Regions from separate parts of the Dromaius novaehollandiae genome. Here region 1 is linked to region 2. The links are chromatin contacts, called in public Hi-C maps. All regions are on one chromosome and are shown on one strand. Each heading gives the region's core, a stretch centred on a gene start, on an enhancer-like site or on the middle of the called end of the contact. The rest is flanking DNA. Distances are from core to core; before and after follow the strand shown.

Evidence for each region. A called contact is a pair of places that touch in the nucleus more often than the background predicts.
Region 1: a Hi-C map of ovary shows a contact between it and region 2, with 2.7 times the contacts expected there. The contact joins two enhancer-like sites. A contact is called at or near these places in 2 of 4 Hi-C or Micro-C datasets (brain and ovary).

Annotation. Positions count from the first base shown.
Region 1 is chr10:18,210,090-18,215,275 of bDroNov1.hap1, forward strand. All of the region lies in intron 9 of TJP1 (tight junction protein 1), which reads left to right. Among named protein-coding and RNA genes, the nearest start is that of ENTREP2, 78 kb to the right of the region's middle. Within about 2 kb of position 2,327, at least 1 of the 2 cell types and tissues checked has open chromatin away from gene starts, as enhancers often do.
Region 2 is chr10:18,110,506-18,115,944 of bDroNov1.hap1, forward strand. All of the region lies in intron 2 of TJP1 (tight junction protein 1), which reads left to right. Among named protein-coding and RNA genes, the nearest start is that of TJP1, 46 kb to the left of the region's middle. Within about 2 kb of position 3,651, at least 2 of the 2 cell types and tissues checked have open chromatin away from gene starts, as enhancers often do.

The DNA of each region.
Region 1 (5,186 bases), core at 1,077-3,576, 98 kb after region 2:
ACTCTGGTTCTGAATGTCAACGAAAGTGGGTTTTGTAGCTTTGCCTTTCTCTTGAGTATACTCTTCAAGTAGGACACGCTTTGAAAAATTTGATTGTAAAGGGTGCGAGGTCTCTATCAGATCTGAAACCTGTATTTCTTATCATGCATTTCTAATACGGCATGAAAAGGACTAGTGGAGGGGAAAAAACCATCAAAGCTGAAACTGACTTATTTACCCCAGTGTTAGTTCTTTCCTGACCTATTAAATACAGTAGCTGAGGTAGACAGTCACTTCCTCTCTGTGGACTAAACTATCAGAAGAATTAAATCCTTCCTGAAAAGGAACTTTGAAGCTTTCTCAGCTCTGAATGCATCCATTGCATCTACTTTATGAACACGAACTACCTTGGCATGGATTAACTTCCTGTTGAACATGTCTCTTTCAAGATCAGAATGTCTGTTGGGCCCTGAGATGCATAGGGAAGAACGTTAGAAGCAACTTTTTCTTTGGTGGATGTTTTTTGGTGCAAGAACAGATTTGCTGTGAGAGCAAGTTAGATGCAACTCTCTGTCATGGTTTAAAATTTGGAGAAAGATCTCAAAGCTGCTTGAGAACAGCAAAGCTGAGGAAGAAGTGCAAAAAAATGTTACCAAATTTTGTGAGCTTTAGGAGGGCACTAAGAATGTACTGAAGATGGTGACATTCTAGTGTCTATTCTGCCAAGCATATGCTGAGGAGGAGAAAAATTCTGCTGGAATGCACTTGGTCCTTTCACACAAGGTTCATTACTGCCTGATGCTTTCAGGTATGCACTAGACTACAGAAATCTGCCAGCTTTTCTAAAACTCAGTTTCTAAACCATGTTCTTTTTAATTTACTAATAGTGTAATTAGTAATCTTTTGACTATCTTACATTTTTCTGTTATGGTAGATTGCAAGTTATCCATAGTCTTAGAAGGGATCCAGAAAATGGTAGGTACTTATGTAAAATCACTGATTTCTGTGCTAGTTTAGTCAAAGCTTTGTCTTTATATGGGATAATGTCTTTATTTCAATCGGTAGTCTTTACGTGAACATGCATTGAATCAACAGTGAGAACTCAGGATTGACTCTTAAGTGGACGTAGCGATTTCCAGATACAACAGAGATTAAGTCCCTTTGCCCACCCCATTCCCCCCCACACACACACACACGCACGCTTCCCCTCCTGCCCTCCCATATTGAGGAGAGAAGCCAGCTCTGGAGTCTCTTCTGTGCACAGGTAAGAAGCTTGGTTTTGGATTTGTTTCTGAGGTAGCTTTAGGTTAACCAGTCATTTCTTAGTAGTTCCTCCATATTGAAAGGACTTGGAAGTCTGCAGATACAGACATATACTTGTAGCTCTGGAGACTTTGAGGTTTTTTAGCCAACTGATACTGAATTAGACACTAAATGAAATACAAGATAAAAATAAGTCCTGGCTTTGGGGAAGAACTCGCTGAGCAGACCATGTTTTAAAGGGTAAGTATAGTTTTAAAGATGTGTATAAGAGCAGCTGTTTAGGTAGAGGAAAAAAAAATAGATTATGCCAAGTTACCTTTAGTTCTCTGACATTCTGTGTTTAAGAGCAATACTTAAGACAGCCAGAGATGAGCAAAAGGAGCCTCTGCACTCGAAGCTGGAGAGTGCTTGGGGAAGTATCATATATACTATTTCTTACCTCTCTGATCCTATTGCTCCGTCTTGTTGTCTTGCCTATTGCCTATGACATCTCTGGGTGCCTTTTGCCAACTGAAAGAACTCGCTCTTGGGACCCGGTTCTCCTTTGCTGTCCTCTTTCCTTGGACACTGGAATCACAAAAATGCTTTTTGGTATGTCTAACGTTTCAGCCTCAGCAAGAAAGGTATGGTAGCTTGAAGGAAGCTCTGTAGAGGCGGTTATTAGTTCTGAAAGGATGAGGCTGACTTGCATAATGCATCTGTGAGTCTATACACTGCAAAAGAGGCTTTCTCTGTCTCTTTCTGAAACAACTAAGTGGAAAAACTGGAATTTTGGACAGAAGTCGACCCTATTTTGAAGGAAGATGCTGATCTTGGCCCTTACTATCTTTTCATAGTGAACAGTTTAAAATATGCTAAAAATACATGTTTAGACAAAGCCTGTACGTTCATATTTTTCAAAGCTTTTATGTGCAAACATAACACACAGCAAGAATGTGTTACGAACTTTTTTCCAAATAATGAAAACCACAGTTGATGGCATGAATGTGTAGCTGACTCAGCATTTTGTGACTGAAGGTTGTTTAAAGCTGCTGCAGTTGGGCATACTTAAGAAAAAAAGGAGGGGGAGTGGAGGGGGCCCTGACACAGCACAGATGTTGAAGTAAAAACAGTACTGTCAGAACACATATGCAGTTAATAACACCTCTGATGACTCATGGGAAGTGCAGCTGTCACTTCTCAGCGAGTTTCGATCACCTAGAAGCAGTGACAGCATCAAGTTTTTTCCTGTACCATCTTGCAGAGGGGGAAGTATGCAGTACTTAAGAGACCACTTTAAAAAATTCTACTCTCCTGTTGTTCTGAGCTTTTTCATTTTGTTCTATTGTCTTTTCCATTCAAACTTTGTTTCCTTATGTAGAGCAGAACTGACCTTTTACAGCCATTGTAATTGCCCAGGTACGTTTGCCTGCATGCAAGGCAGTGGTGTAGCTTTGAAGCGTAGCGCTTCACGTCTCTGAATGAGCTTGGGTGTTTGGCTGCCTCTATTTTGTGCCATGTTTTCGGTGCCTGCATTCTAGTTACTGTTTTTGTGAGCCGTTTTTTTTCCTGTATATTTGTTTTTGATATATGCAGATATCCAAGGCACATAAAAGTGCAGTGTTCTTGGATTATGCAGAGAGGAAATGTAAAATGAATGTTGCCCTGTATACTAACTCCAGTATTTTTGGCCTTATTGTTGAGGCAAAAGAGAACGCAGTTTTGGAATGAGGCTTCTGTTAGGTTTTGGGAGAGGGCAAGGAAAAGGTAGAGAGGGCTCAGTGAGAAATTTACTATAAAATATTAGTAACTTGTGCTCGATACCCAAACATCTTTTGGCAGGGAGTGGAGGAGCTAATTGTAGGCCATACTATTATAGGACTTCTTTTGCTTTGTAAATTATTTAGTATGCTTTTAAATAACTAAATGCATCTGTCTCTTTAATGAGAGATGGTAAATTTTTTCACGGAAATTAAGAGTCCAGTCATATCTCAGCCTGGTACTGAAAGTAAAATTATTGCTTTACCTTATGCACTTTATTTTGTGGACAAACGAATGATACTGAAGATCTGAGAGAGGAATAGCAAAATCTTTATAGAAGTTAGGCAGCAGAAAGAGAAGTTAATGCTTGCTGCTTGAGTTAATGGTTTTAGCATCGTTTTTATCAGCTCTAGAAGAGAGCTTGAAAGTGTATTTATTTGAATTAACTTTTAAAAACTTATGCTTTTTTTTTTAAGCCACTGTACCTGTACTTAACAACCACTTGCAAATAGCTAGTTGTTTACAATGGTGGATGCCTCTGTCTTCTGTGGGTGGTTATAGTTTTGTGCGTGCTTCTGATGATCGATATATTTCTAATATCAACTAGAAGAAGGTAGTAGTGAAAGGTATTAATGGCAAATAAGTACTAATAAATTCATGAATGGTCTGTCTAGAGAGCAGAGCTGAACTAAGCTTTGTTCCTGATGTTTCATGCACATGCAACATGCAATGTTGCTTCAGAAAAGCCCACTTTACTTATGTTGATATGTTCAGTCTTATTCTTTTCATACAAATCTCGGGTCAGTATATTTGCCTCTCCCCCACCCCTAAAGTCTGGCTTCATAAAACTTTTGAAGCAGTAGTTCTGATTAACAGATACAGTCTTTACTCTGCAGAATGGATTTTTGTGGATACACTTTCACTTCGCAGGAAGCAGTGTTCATTATTGTGTAGTAGCACCCTCTGGCTGTTAGTAGTGAAAGAACAGGGTGTTTTTTCTCGGTGGACCTCTCTGAGAGGAGAGGGAGTTGCACTTAAAACCAAGCTATTTGTTCCTCTTTAGAATACTTATTTCCTCTGTGGCCATTAAGTGTGATATTATATAATAAGCATATGGTTTGTTTGGGTCTGTCCTTGCTCAAAGACCTTTATATCCTTGTGTATTTGCTAATGCAATCAGGATCTGAATAGGTGTTTTGAATCTCTCTGGCCTGTTTAGAATGTCTGTGCTCTGGAATTAAGACTGTCTCCTTAGTATCCTAGTCTGCGACTTTGTTTTTTCAACTGCTTATTAACGATGATCTGCTGTAGCCCTAATGCATTATTTTGTACTGAACAGATGGGAGCATAACAGTCAAGTTTAACATGTGTGTTGTGTACATGTACAGTCCTGCTATGATATAGCTGGTAGGAAAGTAACCTCTATATTAAAATAGATAATGTTTGAGCTAAAGGAGTAGAAATCACACTCTTAGAGCTTTAGACATTCTTACTGTTTTCAGAATGAGAGATTTTTTTTTAGTTTGTCATATACTCCTTTGATTATATTTTATGCTGTAAACATGTACAGGAAGAACATAAGAGCAGGCCAGTTGTCCTTTGCTAAAATAAGTCGGATGACTGACTGTGTGAGAAATGCTCCTATTTTTCACTTTTATGTGCAATAAACTGCAGCAGGTGTGGACTTAGGACCATGCTCCCTACAGAGGGCAGGAAGCAGCTAGGGGCAGGTTTGGATTCTGCCTTTCACCTCCGCGAAGCACCGCTGCACGGTACGTGCACATCTCCGCACGCAGGGCTGCTCCCGTGCACGGTGGGACAAACGGCATGGCCAGATCACAGCCCGGAGTGCCCCTGGAGATCCCATACCTCCGTAGGGAGGTGTGATGGAGAGCAGCATCAGGACTCTTAGTCTTAGGTTTCCATGTGGAGCCTGTGTGTGGGGCTTCCTTGCTTTTGAAGCAAGGAGAGTAGCAAAGACAGCAGTCTGGTTCACCCCAACCTTCCTCTTTCTAAAGAGCCGTATCCGGAGAGGGGCATGTGTGTCAGGGTGTGTGTGAGGAGTGTTTGGTTTTGGGGCATTGTTTTGTTTTGTGTTTTAGCAAAGTTGGGACAACATTTTCAGAAATTCTGAAATGGTAAAAATGTTAATATTGTGATGCTCTAAGAGAACAAAACATTAAATAGTAATAGATACTTGAGTG
Region 2 (5,439 bases), core at 2,401-4,900:
GAAATAGAGGAAAATAGAGAAAGCTATTTCAAGAAATTATTAAATATATTTCTAGTTTCTTCTAATGCAATTTTGCTGCTGGAAACAGGAGAAAAATGAGAATTTTTGTAACTTTCCAGGTCCTTACAGATCATCAGCATATATATTGCAGACAGTGGTTGTCCACGCACCACAGAATGGAAATATCATTGCCATTTAGACAACCTAAAGAGGCAGCAGGTAGATGGATGCATCCCTCCTATTGCTTTGAGTTTTGCTTTGAGTTCTGCATGATGGTAAATGATTTCCATAATAACACTTTGATGAATAAAATATGAAATACTCTTGAAAGATGCTTGCCCAGAGTTCTCCCTTGTTTAAGTACAGTGTTTGCTCTGAGAGACATTTTGACACATCTGGATGCACAGCATGCTGGCTGAAGGCAAACAGGCATTGCAGTGATAAGGGACAGCTGGGTCCTGCTGGCTCAGCACGCTGGCGGCTCGCCCTGAAATGCTGACATTGCATCACGGCCGCAGTTCCCAGGTGATCCCTCCATTGCCTGTGACATTAGAAATCAGCAGAAAGTTGGCTGGGAAGTCATGCATGCAAACTCAGAGAGAGAAAGCAAGGGAGAAACCACCGTTGCCTCTCTGCAGAAGAGGCACGTTGGTAAGTCTCTCCACTACGGAAGTTTGGGCAGGTTCATTGGTCAGACAAAGCTAGAGGTAAATTTGGATAAAGGGATGTACATTTTAACATTCCCTATGCCCCTACATCCAGATGTATGAAAAATACAGGCTAAATTTTATGAAAATTCACATAACCTGTATTCATTTATTAGTAGATAGGACTTTTTTCATGTTAACTCTCCTTCCTATCTGTTTTTGTCTTTTGCTGATTCCAGAGGAACTTTACTATCTTTGCTTATATTAATTGGAGGGGAAGGAACACATAAGCTTCCCTGCAGCTTTTAGCCATTATTTATCATCTCGGTATACAGACACCTTCAGTGGTTTGTTCTTTGCTGGAAAGAAAACTTTGGAACATCTGATCAACTCAAGTTTTTGTTTTTATATAAATTCGTTTGCTTTATTATGGAATTTTACAGTTTGGCAAGTAAAAGCTGTAATTGATGCAAACAGGAAGAATGGTCGTAAGTATTTTTTAGATTTATGGCATATACATTTTGCTTTGCACTAAGCAGTTCCAGAGCGAATTTATTTGGTCAGAGTTCTGCGTACAGATTGGGCCCTGGGACCTCATGTGTATAAAACATTTGCAAGCCAACAGTAACATGTTGATTGAAATAGTCTTTCTGCATTAATTTCAAAAGGGCATGTCATATAGTTATCTCAGAATATCATTAAAAAAGAAGTTAAAATGACAAGTATTCTGAGACAAGCACTTTTTTCTGTTACACATCTGGACCAAAATAGGTAAAGTTTTCACAAACTGAAGTGTGTCCTTGGCATTTTTTTTATGTTTAATCTGAATTGCAAGCCTTATCTGCCAAAGTACTGCTTTAACAATTCCAAATGGAAATTTGTAAAGTGCAGTTCTCTTACGAAAAAATAAGCATCTGTCAAAGGAAAGAATGTGAATGTGTACAGCTTGCTATAGAGTGCTACCATAGGGGGGAAAAAAATCACTCTATCCACCGATCTGGCAAAAATGATTAGAAAGGGATTGATGTTTATTACCCTTTGCATTAGCAGGATAAGGCTACAATATACAAAGTCCCAGAATTAAAGTTAGAACTCGTTAAATAGTACGCAGTTAAAATAAAAAATTAAAACTCAGTGACAGCACACACTTTCTTTTCCAGTGATTCATCTGTAGACGTGGGGATGAATGCTGGGAAAGACAGGAAGATTAAGCATGTGATATACCCCTACATAAATGAGATTATTTAACCATGGAAATCTCTGTCTGTCAAAATTTGGAACTTGTAAACAGAGATACTTGTGAAGAAAGCAGGAAAAGCCTCTAACTATTTGGGAATATGTTAGTTTAGAAAGTACTGTTGTAGATAGAGAATGGAAGAGTTAATTCTTCTGCTTGGAATTTTTGAATATTTATTTTAAGGCTTAATTTTAAAATGCAAAGCCCCTGACACTTCAGTTATCATTGTACAGAATTTAACTTGGCTTTAACTTATCACCACGAGAACAAATGATAGATGACACAGGGCTACAGGATTTTAGTAAAGCATAGAAGGCAGTTCAGAACAGGAGGGGAATGAGTTAAACAGTGTTTAGGTAAGCTGGATATATTCGAGTTGGCAGTGCCTAATGGAATTCCTCCCAGACTACCTATGGAAGTAGCTGAAGCAATCTCTGAAATATTAGCAATTATCTTTGCAAATTCATGGAGGATGGGGGGGGGAGGGTCCTGGGGGACTGGAGACGTGCATAATATAACGTCCTTTCAAACAGGAGAGTAAGAAGAGCTGAGGCATCATAGACAGAGGAGCTTTACTAGCATCAGGAAAGGTACTAGGCCAAACTGGCTAACGGTTTAGAAGAATCTTGAAGATAGTAAGGTGGTAAAAACATTGAATGTACCTTTGTGAAGAACAGATTATATCAAGCTAAGTTACCTGCTTGCTTCAGCAAGTAAGTAGCCTGGTAGATAAGAGAAAGCAGCGTTATGTTTCTGACTTCAGCAAGGCTTTGAACGCAGCTCCATATAACATTCTTGTTAGCAAACTGATGAAATAGAAATCCACTGTAAAGCTGATTTGTATTGAAAACAATAGTGTATTGCTGTCAGTGGTTTGCTGTGGGAATGGATAGGCAGTTCAGGTGTGGTTCGGCAAGTGTTCGTCCTTCGTGTGGTCCTCATGAACGTTTTCGTGGACAGTTTATTTGTATGGTGGAGCAGAGAGTAGGCTTACCAAGCCTGCGCATGACACCAGCCTGAAAGTGCTTGTAAATCCTTTGCAGGGCAGGTTGGAATTTAGAATGATCTCGATAAATTGGAGAAAGTATCTGAGATCAGCAAGATGTAATTCAATAGGCAAAAGTATTTTTTCACTTTTCCAAAATGAAAATTTTTTCTTTTCATTTTTTCAAAGAAGTAATTTTTCAGGCAAAAGTAGAACAACACAAAGGAGAAATCAGATGTAAAACGTAAAATGAGGAATAACTAGTTTGCAGCATTAGTGCAAAGAAGGAGTGGGGAATTGTAGAGGAGCACAAACTGAGTATGTCAACACTGTGATGCTATTTCAAAAAAAGGCAAGTGTTGTTCTGAGATATATTCATAGGATTGTCAATACCAGACATACTGTTGAGATCTCCTCTGGGGCCGGGAGTCATTTATTCACTTTTTTTGCTCTGCCGTTAGGAAAAAAACAGATAAATTAGTGTTCAGAAGAGGGCAGCAAGAATAGTATGTTTAGAAAAATTTGCCGAATGGAGATTGCTAATCAGCTCTCAAATAGGTAAAAGGTTGCTGAAAAGTAAACAGCAGTGGTTGTTCTCTGTGACCACTGGATGTAGGATCAGAGAGATAAAATGCTTCATTTCCAGCAAAGGTGACAGACCAGGTAAACGTAGTTTAAGTTAAGGTTTTACTGTCCCTCTGTGTCCTTTCTGCCTTAGTTGTTCTCAGTCTCTCAGCAGAGGTTGTGGAATGCAGTTTGTGCGGACGCCTCCAGTGTTTCAGTGCAAAATCCAACTGTTTAGCTTAAATCTCCTTCCTGTTGCGTTTAAGCTAAGTCATTAACTGCACCGTGTGCTGAGGGGCACACGCACACACAATTTCCTGGAAAATTTTGAAAACGGGTCTTAAAAACACCTGTAACAGATTTAGTTATATTTGTCCTGACTCTCTGTACGGGCATGGGCTGAATCAGTTCATACAGAACCCTTTACTGAGCAAATGGTTGTTTCTTCCTGCACGGCCTTGCTGGGACCTGGCGGGGTGCGTGGCCCCGGCGGAGGCGGCGGCAGCCCCTGCCGCGCAGCCCCTCCGCCGCGCAGCCCCTCCGCCGCGCAGCCCCTCCGCCGCGGCCGCCTCCCGGGCGCTCCCTGGGCAGAGGCAGCGGACCTTGGCCGGCGTGGGTTGTCCTTCGGGCTGTCACTCAAGCGCTGCTGGGCTAGATGGTCTCTTGACGTCTCGGCCTATAATTCTGTGATTCTCTGATTATTTAAATGTCATTTTCTGTGGACAGACTTGCAGGCTAAAACAGCAAGTCCTGTTTAGACTTTTCACTTTATGGTTCAGTGACTAACAGAGCCGTTATGGTCTGTTGGCTTACTGTGGGTGATAAGCACGAAGCTAGTCACTACTGGGTAGGAAAAAACAATATTTCTTCAATACGTAGGTTGCAGTAATTTTTCAAATATGTGTTCATATATTTCCATAAAATAGAAAATGTTTTATAAACTCGGAGAAGTTTAGAAAATAAATAAAATCCTGTTTAAACATTGATACCGTTGTTGAAAAAAGTCTGTGAAATACAAATCTGTATGGTAAGCTAATTAAATGTCTTATGTAATATTTTTCCATATTACATAAAAACATTGCAGCTTAGAGCAAATTGTGACCCTACCCAGTCACTTTAAATGGTTGACTTATAATAGTATCTAAAATTCGTGTTTTGCTAGGAACACCAATAGGCTATTACGTACGGAAAGGTGTCACTCACGAGCTGGCTCCTGCGGATGTCCTGAGCTTTCAGTTCCTCTCGTGGCAGCTCAGTGCTGCAGGAAGGATTAGTTACTCAGCCGGTGTCTCCTCAGATCACAACAGATGCACCGATTCAGGCACTTGGAGAATCCGGCAGCAGCGCGACCCGCGATAGGTACGCCCCGCGTTCCTGCGTCAGCTTGCACTCACCGCTACACACGCTGTAACTGGCCAGGGCCAGCCTGCCTGGGCCCGTCGCGTGCCCGTGCGCCGAGAATCCAGGCAGCCGGCTGGGCGAGCCCTCCGCGGGCAAGCGCGGCTGCGGCTGCTGTTGACTCAGGTGTGTGAGCTGAACTCCTCGTGTGAATGAAATGAGCATCGTTTCTTCCTTCTCCAGGTGTGTTGTAGAAATAGTCCTTGTCACCGTAGCGGCAAGCAGGCATTTCAACTGAGGAGTAAAAGTCTTTTCCTAAAAGTGACATTAAAGCATTTTTTATCAACTGCTGTTTTATTTTTACAGTAAAAGAGATGATAGGGTGTTTCGTATTCAAACTTCCAGCCTCAAATTTCGGCTGGGAGGGAGAACATCTTCAGGCATCACAGGTTGAAAAGTTGGGTGACGCTCACAGTGAATTACTGCATTACATTACATGGAAATACTGCGGCTCCCTGAGGTACTGTGCTTTCCTCAGTCATGTACTGTTTAAAGTAAAAAGACTTTTAGTTTAGAGCTATTATTAGGCAGAGCTATTAGGGCTCTCCTAGAGGGAGATATATAATTATTTTGGGGAATATAAAGCATCATCAAGGAGTTTCTTTACA